Regions from separate parts of the Mus musculus genome. Here region 2 is linked to region 1. A link is a contact called in public Hi-C data. All regions are on one chromosome and are shown on one strand. Each heading gives the region's core, a stretch centred on a gene start, on an enhancer-like site or on the middle of the called end of the contact. The rest is flanking DNA. Distances are from core to core; before and after follow the strand shown.

The links. A called contact is a pair of places that touch in the nucleus more often than the background predicts.
Region 2: a contact with region 1 is called in a Hi-C map of cortical neurons, with 2.2 times the contacts expected there. The contact joins the promoter of Cfap74 here to the enhancer-like site in region 1. A contact is called at or near these places in 2 of 39 promoter capture datasets (hippocampal neurons and macrophages), 5 of 484 Hi-C or Micro-C datasets (cortical neurons, liver, neural progenitor cells and 1 more), 2 of 115 datasets of contacts at active chromatin or transcription factors (embryonic stem cells and memory CD8 T cells) and 2 of 9 other capture datasets (adipose tissue and pancreatic islet).

Annotation. Positions count from the first base shown.
Region 1 is chr4:155,304,607-155,309,978 of GRCm38.p6, reverse strand. All of the region lies in intron 4 of Prkcz (protein kinase C, zeta), which reads left to right. Among named protein-coding and RNA genes, the nearest start is that of Prkcz, 54 kb to the left of the region's middle. Within about 2 kb of position 1,683, at least 100 of the 459 cell types and tissues checked have an H3K27ac peak or open chromatin away from gene starts, as enhancers often do. A contact at or near this core is called in cortical neurons, hippocampal neurons, memory CD8 T cells and 3 more, where this site is marked.
Region 2 is chr4:155,406,885-155,411,649 of GRCm38.p6, reverse strand. It overlaps Cfap74 (cilia and flagella associated protein 74), which reads right to left and starts at 2,410. Exons shown (of 39, transcript NM_001368738.1): 1 at 2,080-2,410. The region is part of intron 2 of 5830444B04Rik (RIKEN cDNA 5830444B04 gene); the gene reads left to right.

The DNA.
Region 1 (5,372 bases), core at 434-2,933:
AGTCTATTTTGGGGGATTTTTTTTCTAGCTCCCCTCCACCTACTGTCTATATAGTTTATTTTGGGGATTTTTCTCTAACTCCCACCACCCGGACATCCAAATCTGCAGGTGCTCAGGTCCCATGTATGAGACACCACAGTATTTTCACATAATCTTTCCATAACCTCCCATGGACTGCACCTATGCGCCCCCACAGCCCCTCCAGCGTGCTCCGTCTCACCTCGCCTAGCTGTGACAATTTTCCCTCTGCCTGAAATACCCTTGTTAGTGATTTTTTTTTTTTCCAAAACCGCAGATTTGCTGACAAGTAGTTATCCGGGCTTTGTTTGTGCAGTGTGCGTTTCCAGTTCAGTTTAGGCTCCCGTTATGCAGCCTTTTCTCACCCAGCTTTGAATCCCTACCTGAGTTTGCTGAGTCAGGTGTGCCAAACATATTTCAACCTACAGTATCTTCAGAGAGAGAGGTCATGAGGCTTTGGAGGTGATGTGGGTAATGTAAGGAGGTTGGCGTCCCTACCAAGAGAGACCTTGAGAGGCTGTGCTCATCTAACACCCCACTATGAAGGACATAGGTGCAGTCATCCCCAAGCCAGGGACAGGCCTCACCTGAACTCAACCCAGCTCCAGGTAGCCTCTGGAGCTATCTGAGGAAGAGTGTCTGTTGTGGAAGAAAGCGGCCTTTGGTGCCCACATGGTAGAGACAGATCTCTACATCCATCTCTTGTCTTAGTTACCTGAGCTGCTGTTCCTGTCTCCAGTCAGATATCCAAGCACTGAGCCCCAGCCCATGTTTTCCATATAGGCCCTAAAGAATCAGGAAGGCCCAGCCTGCCCCCACGGTCACTTTCCTCCAGTGTGGCTTTGGTTTCTCCAGCTTTCCTCACTCACCCTTGGCTGGAGGCTTAGACTGGTAGAAGCCACACGTTTCCCTTCCGTGGTTCTCCACAGCAAGTTACATTCATAGCATGCCTCCAATCGAGCTCTCGATAGTAGCCTCTGTGCCCTGTGTTCTGTCCATTGCTGGCTTCGTCGAGTCCTGCAGATTCTAGCTCCTGAGCTCTAGCCTTGGCCCTCAGATCTAAGGACTTAATCCAGTCCACTGACCGTGGGGGAGGTGGGCAGTGATCCACTTGCTGTGTGCGCGTTTCCTCCATCGACAGGAGCCGTACTTAGCACGAGTCCATGGCAACTGAATTACTTGGAAGTTGATGTCTTCCCATTAAATCAATAAAAAGAAAACTACTGGTCAACCTTCCAGCTGGCCCTCTCAATTTGTATCATAGTGTACTTGAGTCTTTGCATCAACTAGTGCAATGGTTGGCATGTGCTGGACTTTTTCCAGGTCTCCCAGGGCCATTCTTCTTAATGTTTACTGGTCAGGAAAGGATTCTTGGTCTCCTAGGGTTCCTGGGGCTCCTGGGACCCATAGGCAGCCCCTCTTCCACAGCCCTGTCTGTTTCTGGTAGATAAAGGGATAGCATCAAGTTTATGCATCCCCAGAACCTGTGTGGCCACTGTTACATAGCAAGCTGTCAGGTCCCTTAGTCCTCCTCTGCCTGCCTGCCTTCTGATCCTGTTCTCTGTGAGAGGCTCAGGCACGGGCAGAGAGAGAGACTGTGTGAGGTTTGTCCGGGCACCTTCAGAAACCCTGTTAAGGCGTTTCATCCAGCAGAGGGCCCCCGAGATCCAGCCAGAGCATCGCTGTCCACGTGGACAGTTTTCCCTCCGGAAAGAGCTGCCCCTGCCTCACACCAGTGTGAGTCTTTCTCTTTCCTTCCCTGGGAACCACGGAGCAGCTGTTGTGGGATTTATTTCACCGCTCCCCCAGATGGCAGCACAGCTTCCCGTAGGCTTCACTGTAGTACTTCACAGAGCCTGTCTGCCGTGTCTGGCTGCTGGGGAGGATCTGGTATCTTCCTGCCCACCTGAGACCCAGGAACCTCAGTGCCTGGTTTCCATCAGAGGTCACGGGTCCTGTATGTGCTCACCAGGCACCTGAGAAACAAGCTCCAAGCCCCTTGTCCTTTTCCCTGTGACACAAAGTACCTCACAGATTTTCGTGTGTGACACGGCCGTTGAACCCAGGAGTGAGGGTACTGATGACGTTTCGGTGTTGTGATGGATAGATGCAGATGGCACTGATGGGTGGTGGTTGTAGCTGGCCATGAGCAGTAGCCACAAGGTGACCCAGACTTACCCTGCCTCCTTTTGGTCCCACTCAGTGTGTGAGCATCCAAGGTGACCCACCACAGCCTAACCAGCAGTCAGAGTGTGTCTGTCTGTCTGCCTGTCTCTCTCTCCTTGTCTCTCTGTCTCTCTCTGTCTCTCCCTGTCTCTCTGTCTCTGTCTCTCTCTTGTCACTGATATCACTAGAATACATTTCTGTTGCTTAGTATAGGTATTAAATGAACAATCTCAAGGCTGGAGTAGGTGGGACTACCAGGACCTGTGCCCATGGAATAGACAGTAAGCACACACTCCCAGGAAGGGGCCTCTTTCCTGTGTTCTGCCCAAAAAGGAAGTTGAGGCTAGAAGTCTGACTCCCAATAGGAACTGACCAGCCCGGGTTCAGTTTGTTTCTTAGCCTTTTGAATGTTTTCCATAGCACATATCAGTTGTACATAGTAATGGACTTCACTACAACGCTTTCAAACACGTGCATAGTGTATTCTGTGCATGCCGTTCCCCCTGTTTCTGTTTCCCTCTCTTCCTCTGTTTTGGTTTGTTTTAGATGAAGTCTTGCTATGCAGGCCAGGCTGACCTTGGACTGGTGGCAGTCCTCCTGTCTCAGCTAATGAAGTGTCGGGGTCGTGGGTGTGAGCCACCACGCCTGGCTTCACATCTTATCTTCCTCCTCACACCGGTATCTGGGTCCCTTTACTACGGTTGGCCGGCGTGACCTGGGTGAATCCCCACTGAGGCTCATGCATCGCACCAGGGACACTGTCTCATGGCCAGTTTTCCCCCTACCCCACCCCCACCCCCGTCTTCCTCTGAGCAGCAGCAGTGTGTGAGCTTCTCACACATCTCTGATGCACCAAGGATGCCCCCTGCAGACAAGGGGACTGGGGCTTCTCCTCTGTTTGGCTGTCTCTTTGCTGCATGTTTTTCTACATCCTCTGGTGTGTTGTGGTTGCAGAGGGACACACCCAGGGCACAGAACGGGGCAGCTGAAAGGGTGGAAAACCCACGTGGGAACCTTGCCTGCTCCCCTTGCTCACAAACAGCCCGTCTCCCACGCGGCCATAGCTTCCCACGGTTGCAGTTCCCGTACCTCTCTACCCAGGCCTGTTTCTATGATTTCCCTGTTATTCTTCATTTACCTTCGAAAGCATGACATGTGTAAGCCTTACTTTCATCTGGAAGATGGATCAGTGTTGAGAAGCAGGAAGTTTGAGATGGGATGGGAAAGTCCCTAAGGGCAGGAGGTGAGCGCACACTCAGATGGCGTCGTCCTACCCTACCCCGGCCTTCCTACCTTCCACCCTCACTGCTGCCCCACCCCACCCCCCACCCCGACTCCTGGGATGGTGTCTGTGTTACAGACTTAAGGCTGAATGAAACGCCCTGAAGTGTGGCAAAGGAAGAACTGGGACACAATCATGCCATAACTGTACGGCATCTGAAATCCTGGGATAAGCGTGTGTGTGTGTGTGTGTGTGTGTGTGTGTGTGTTTGTGTTGGAGAAAGAGAAACAGAATCCTGGCAAAACCATCGTGACCCTAAGCCTTAGAAGTGCCAGTGTCCATTCTAACCTGGGGAACCCCTGACCCCAGGACATTTGGCTGTCTCTTTCCTGCATGTTTTTCTACATCCTCTTTTGTGTTGTCCTATGCTCCGTGGACCCTCTTTGGTCCTCAGGAACCTAACCGGATTGTTGCCTTTGCTAGCCACTGGCCTGGGAATGCCACCAAGGGTACTGGGCTCTCCAGGAGACTTCATTGCTAGCACATGGGCCACCCTTTGGCACATTACACAGTACGTTATACATCCCACGAATCAGGAACCCTCCAGCTTTATTCTGATCTGCGGCTGGAGTTCAGCCCACCTCATCCTCGAGCAAGCCTAGAAGAGGCGGGTTTGTGCACAGTCAGTTGATCAGAGCTTTTTAAAAAATGTGGGTTTTTTTTTTTCCCACCTTGTCAGTGCTTAAGATGCTAGGTTACCATGGAAACAGAGCTCGTTAAGATTCCTGTGACCAGCCTAATTATAGAATTCAAAGACAAGCATAGCTCCTGGAGGTTGTCAGAGTTAAGGCTGCAAGAAAAGAAGGGTAGCCCACACACTCTTCAGGACTTGCTGTTCACCATGTGCCAGCCAGCACCCAGGGGGATAGTGGCTGCGTCCCCAATGGGCATGTGACACTAACAGCTTTCACCCAGAGTTCAGGTTTCTTCCCCAGCCAAAGCTCTGCTTTGGCACATTCATGCCAGACTTGCCGGATCACCATGGATAGCTCCTATACTGTCCAGTGTATTCCACAGCCCAGCAGGCTCTGTCCCCACCCTCCAGCCCTTCCTTACAGCCTGGGTTTACTGCAATGTCCGCTGGAGGGTGGAGTAGATTGGGATACCCAGGTAGTAGGTACATCCCTCCCTCTGTCTTCAGTAAGCTAGATTCACTCATACACTTCTGGGGCCATAATGGTGACCACCACTAAGATCAAGAATAGTTTCCATTTTCCAGGCAAAACCGAATTCTGAAAAGTGTGACTGGCTTGCATATGGCAGAGGTAGCTAGATCCTGGGGGGCCTCCAGGATCCCTGCCCACAGGCCTAGAAAAAACAGTGTGGCTTTGTCCAGGGCCGCATTGCTTCTAGAGAACCTTGTGGTAAATCTGTACAGTTTGAAAGTTTGGGTTTTTGCAACTGCAGCCTTTGTTGGGAACTCAGGTTTCTAAAAGCCAAGGTTGTCACAACTCTGTCCCTCTGCCCCCCAGAAACCGTAGGGAGTTAGCACTGGGGAATCTGGCACTAATCACCTCTCGAAGCACCATCAGCCTGTGGCATTGGTGACTGAGATTCTAACACTTGAGCTTTTGGGTATGAGCCCAGACCATAGCAGAAGTTAAGTGAGAAGAGATGGAGGGAGAGAGAGATGATTCAGCAGTTAAGAGTCCTCACTGCTCTGCAGAGCACCAGGTTTGGTTCCCAGCACCCACACGGCGGCTAATGACCATCTGTAACACCAGTTCAGAGAGATCCGATATTTTCTAGTTTCTGTGGGCCCCTGTGTGCATGTCCACTCAGGCACACATGCATGCACATCAAACAGAAAAACAGTGAAGAGAGATGACTCAGCAGGAAAAGGTGCTTGCAGCCAAGCCTAATGACTTGATTTTGATGCCCAGATTCCACGTGGTGCAAGAAGAGA
Region 2 (4,765 bases), core at 1,161-3,660, 100 kb before region 1:
AAACCATATGCAGCTGGCAAAATCACGCCCCTGCTAGAGCATGAGGCAAATCATAGTCAGCTATGGTGGGCAGTCTGAAGCAGCCCCGTACCTCACACCTAGGATTAAGACAAAAATATATTCTTAAATATTCCTGTGGGTTTTTGGGTTTTTTTTTTTTACTTGGTTTGGTTTTTTTTGTTTTTCGAGACAAAGTTTCTCTGTATAGCCCTGGCTGTCCTGGAACTCACTCTGTAGACCAGGCTGGCCTTGAACTCAGAAATCCACCTGCCTCTGCCTCCCAAGTGTGCCACCACGCCCGGCTATTCCTGTGGTTTTTTTTTTTTTTTTTTAAGAAACCAAAACTCCCAATTTGTCACTATAGATATTATTTTAAGATAAACAAGCAGATTACAGAAAGAATGAGTCTGCTCTGGTTTTATTTTGAGATAGGGTTTCTTAGTTTAACCCCGGCACTCACCAGGCTGGCCTCAAACTCACAGAGATGGCCTGCCTCTGCCTCCCAAGTGATTGAAGGTGTGCGCCATTATCACCCAGCAAGTTTGGCTCTCCGTTCTACTCCACAAATACACTCTTCATTTTGACCCAAAGATTTTGACTCACACTTGGGTTCATTTGGTCTGCTGACATTCAGGCCCATACTTACATACTTCCTGTCCCCCAACGCTTAGCAGCAAACTGCACTTGGTATAACCCTAGATTTGTCTTTCTCTTCTTTTCAGTCTCACAGCACCTTGAGGCTCGTCCTTATGAATTAGGACTTGGTTGTCCTGCATCAGCAAAGCTGTGTGACCTTCTTGGAAACCAGAGAGGGTGTGTCTACTTTCTTGGCTTTTCATTTTCTGTCTAAAGCTGCCTTTGCCCCTTGGCACCTGACTTCATCTAACGTGTTCAAATCTGCAGTGTTAGCTGAGCCCGACCTGCCGTAGCCTTTGGTGATCTCTCCTGCCTCCCTCTTCCAATGAGATGACCCAAGATAGTTCTTCCATCTCAAAGGAAGCTGATGGGCCGCCTCAGTTCCTCTTAGCCATGGAACGTTATGTTTTTACTGGTTCGGAGGATTGGGACGTTGGGTGTCCCTGGGGCCACTGTACTGCCTGTTCTATCTTTTCTTCTGAGAGGACAGCCCTCTCCTTAGAGAGGGCTGCAGAAACTCTCACTTGTCACAGGAGTTTTCCAGGGTTGCCATAACAAAGTGCTCCAACTTGAATTCTTTACACAACAGAAATGTATTCTGTCAGTCTTGAAGCTCGTCTTATTTATTTTAAAGACAAGAAGGGGAGGGCTTCAAGCTGGGTGTGGTGGCACAGGCCTTTTAGTCCCAGCACTCGGGAAGCAGACGTAGGTACATCTCTGAGTTTGAGGCCAGCCTGGTCTGCAGAGCAAGTTCCAGGACAACCAGGACCATACAGAAAAACCCTTTCTCAAAAACCAATCAAACCATTAACAAAAACTACTGTTCAGGAATAAATTTCTAATCTAAGATAAGCAAAGGTGTGCGGTTACACACGAGGAGAAGTGAGAATCACGGGTTTGTTCATAGTTAACCAGGAGAGGAGGGTACTATGTTATGGGTGAAGACAAGATTCTATTTATTGGCTTGGGTGGGCTTTTGATAAATTGTTTGATAATCAGTTCTTAAATTGTACACAAGAAGGTAGGCATCATTTGTTTGAAGACAATATTCATCAATGAATACCTGAGCAGTCTACTCATTACCTAGCTCACATTACTTACTAGTCCACTCATTACTTGGCCCACAGCACACCTTCATTCAGGGTGTATTTTGCTAAGCATTTTTACCCAGATAAGGGAGTCATTTTATGGAAAAATCAAGCTAAGGAGGCCTATCCACTTGCAATGAAGGGTTTTGTATTTAAAGCCAGGCTGGAACAGCGGGAGGTGACTCTTACTTTCAGCTCTCAGACTGATGCCTGGCTCTTCACCAGCAGGATTGATGCTGACGCTTCATAGGCTGTGGTAACCACGTGACTCACCGCCACGTGTCCACGCAGAAAAGTTACCCCTTGTTCAGCGCATCCTCAGTGCAGCCCCAAGGCTGAAGTCGCCAGTACCCACCTCTCTGGGCAGCCCAGTGATGTCCCTCAGCGATGAGACTTCAGCAAAGGTCCCCCAAGAGTGGGCTGCACTGTTGGCAAACCTCCTCAGGAACGGCTCCTCGGTGGTGGTCCCTCAGCAGCAACAACCTCTCAAGAATGGTCCCTGGCGACTGCCCCTTAGCAACAGCTCCTCACAAATGACCCCTAGAAAGTGGTCCAGTAACTAGGTCGCCTCCCAGAAACAGATCCTCGGCGACGGTTCCTCAGCACTGGCCCCCGCAGAATCAGTTCCTTAAGCCGCTAGACCATGGCCTCTTAACGGCCCGACTGCCCCCAGCCACCGTGGGTCTGAGGCTGCGTAGTTTGGGCGCGCAGCTCCATGGCAACGGAAGGCTGCTTTGGGGTAGCGGGCGGGGCTGAGGCTGCGGAGGGAGAGCTTGTGCGCAGGCGTAGTGCAACAGCGGGGGTAAAGTGGGACGAGCATCGCGGAGGGCAGAGTCAAAGCTGACTGTTGCCCAGACGATTCTCCTGGAGACTGGGGCAGGTGCTCGAGAACTTGTCTAAAGCCAGTTGAAACTTGGGTCAACTGCTTACTTAAAAGACCATTTACGCAGAAGTTAGGATCTCCTGCGTCTCTTGGATCTGAATTCTGGCTCTCCCAGGGCTTTGCAGCCTGTGTTGTGCCCTCTAGGTGGTGACATCTGACTCCTCTGGATAACTCACAGGACTCTTTGGATTGTTTTTGGTCGTTTAAGTTGGCGTGGTCACTAGTCCGGGCAGGAGGTGGGCTCAACAGTGGACAGGACATGTTCCCTTTCCTCAGAGTCGCAGGGATGACTGGCAACTCCTGTAGTTTTGTCTTGGAGATGGAGAACCTTCAGCGTTAAGAAGTCCTCAAAATAATACAGAGCCTGTGGAAATGTCAGTGGAGATTGGTGGGGGGTACCTCTGCACTCCCTTCAGATACTTTGCCTGTGAAATACCACTGCAATACTGTATAGGTGTGTGTGTGGCTGGGGATCGAACCCAGGTGTTCTATAAGTTTAGAGCTTTGTGTATGGAAGCCGGATGTCCTAGTAAAGCAATTTGGGAAAGATAGCCAGTTGGTTTGTAACCTTTAGCTGAGGGAGAATGTGAACTGGGCCTCCTACTCTGGGTTGACCCTGGTATATGGCTGAGCAGAGAGGGTTGTGAAGTAACCATATCCAATACTAATATTTGTGGTATGAAGTATAATCCCCACTATAGTAAAATAAGTGAATAAATTGGTCTTCTCTTTCACGTTGCCTCAAATATTTGTTTACAGGGACAAAACTCTGACTAACACATGTAATTTTCTCTGGGGTATACTATACTCCTCTGTTAGGCTGGCCAAGCCTGTCAGGTATACATTAGGTTTGCCTCCCTTCCACTTTTTTTGTTTTGTTTTGTTTTTTGAGACAGGGTTTCTCTGTGCAGCCCTGGCTGTCCTGGAACTCACTCTGTAGACCAGGCTGGCCTCGAACTCAGAAATCCACCTGCCTCTGCCTCCCAAGTGCTGGGATTAAAGGCGTATGCTACCATGCCCGGCTCCCTTCCACTTTTATCTCAATATGCCAGTTGGGAATCAAGAACCAAAGGATTTCTCAGTTCAATTCTTCTTCTTCTTCTTCTTCTTCTTCTTCTTCTTCTTCTTCTTCTTCTTCTTCTTCTTCTTCTTCTTCTTCTTCTTCTTCTCCTCCTCCTCCTCCTCCTCCTCCTCCTCCTCCTCCTTCTTTCCTCCTCCTTTTCTTCTTCTTCTCCTTCTCCTTCTTCTCCTTCTTCTTCATCTTCTTCCTTCTTCGATCTCTCCAGCCCCTCTCAGTTCAATTCTTTTTCCTCTGCTAATCAATCCAAGATGCCTACTAAATTTCTGGTGTACCTAGTTCTATCCCACGACTTTGAACTAGAGGACATGGGCTGACACCATTGGTGCAAGAAATGGTCTGAGAGAGATGACTGCAGGGGATTTGGAAATGGGTTACTCACTGTCTGTTTGGCAACGAGGAGCCCTGCCTAAGCAGCATGTGAATTCCTTGTCTTAAGGAAGCAGCTCATCTGTGAGACTTTTACCAGCAACAAATTGGAGTGGTAATTCCACTCCACCTGTAATTCAGTTGTATTAATACCCTACAGAGGGATCATGAAAAGTTGGAGGTCAGTAGGATGCTAACACTGCTGTGAAATCAGGTGTTGTCTTGGTAGTTGGTAGGAGCCTGATCTCTCACAGCGAAAGCAAAAGACAAGCAAAGCCCGAGTAGGCTATTGAACAGGCTTTACCAAAACTAGGCCACAGTCCTAACCTGTGGACAGTACCTGGGCCTGTGCGGTGGGCACTCACTGACACCCTTGTGTCCTTGAGTGTACGGCTGTCCAGACTCTGAAATGACTTCAGAGCATTCCAAGGTAACTCCTGCCTTACTAGGAAGAGATAGCACCCCAAAATGTTCACGAAGACACAGTAGAGGTTTCTGCCCAGGGGTAACAAGATTCCCTTTGGTGCCTTATTTTAGCTCCTCTCCTGGTTGCCATGAGGCCAATAAGCATCGAAATATTCTCTAGACAACTAATAAATAAAATCCACGGGGCTGCTGACTTGTACTGAACTCCCACACCCCAACCGACCAGATCAAACTGGAGCGATTCACACATCACCACAAAGAGCAGGGTGTTTATTTGACCTGAGA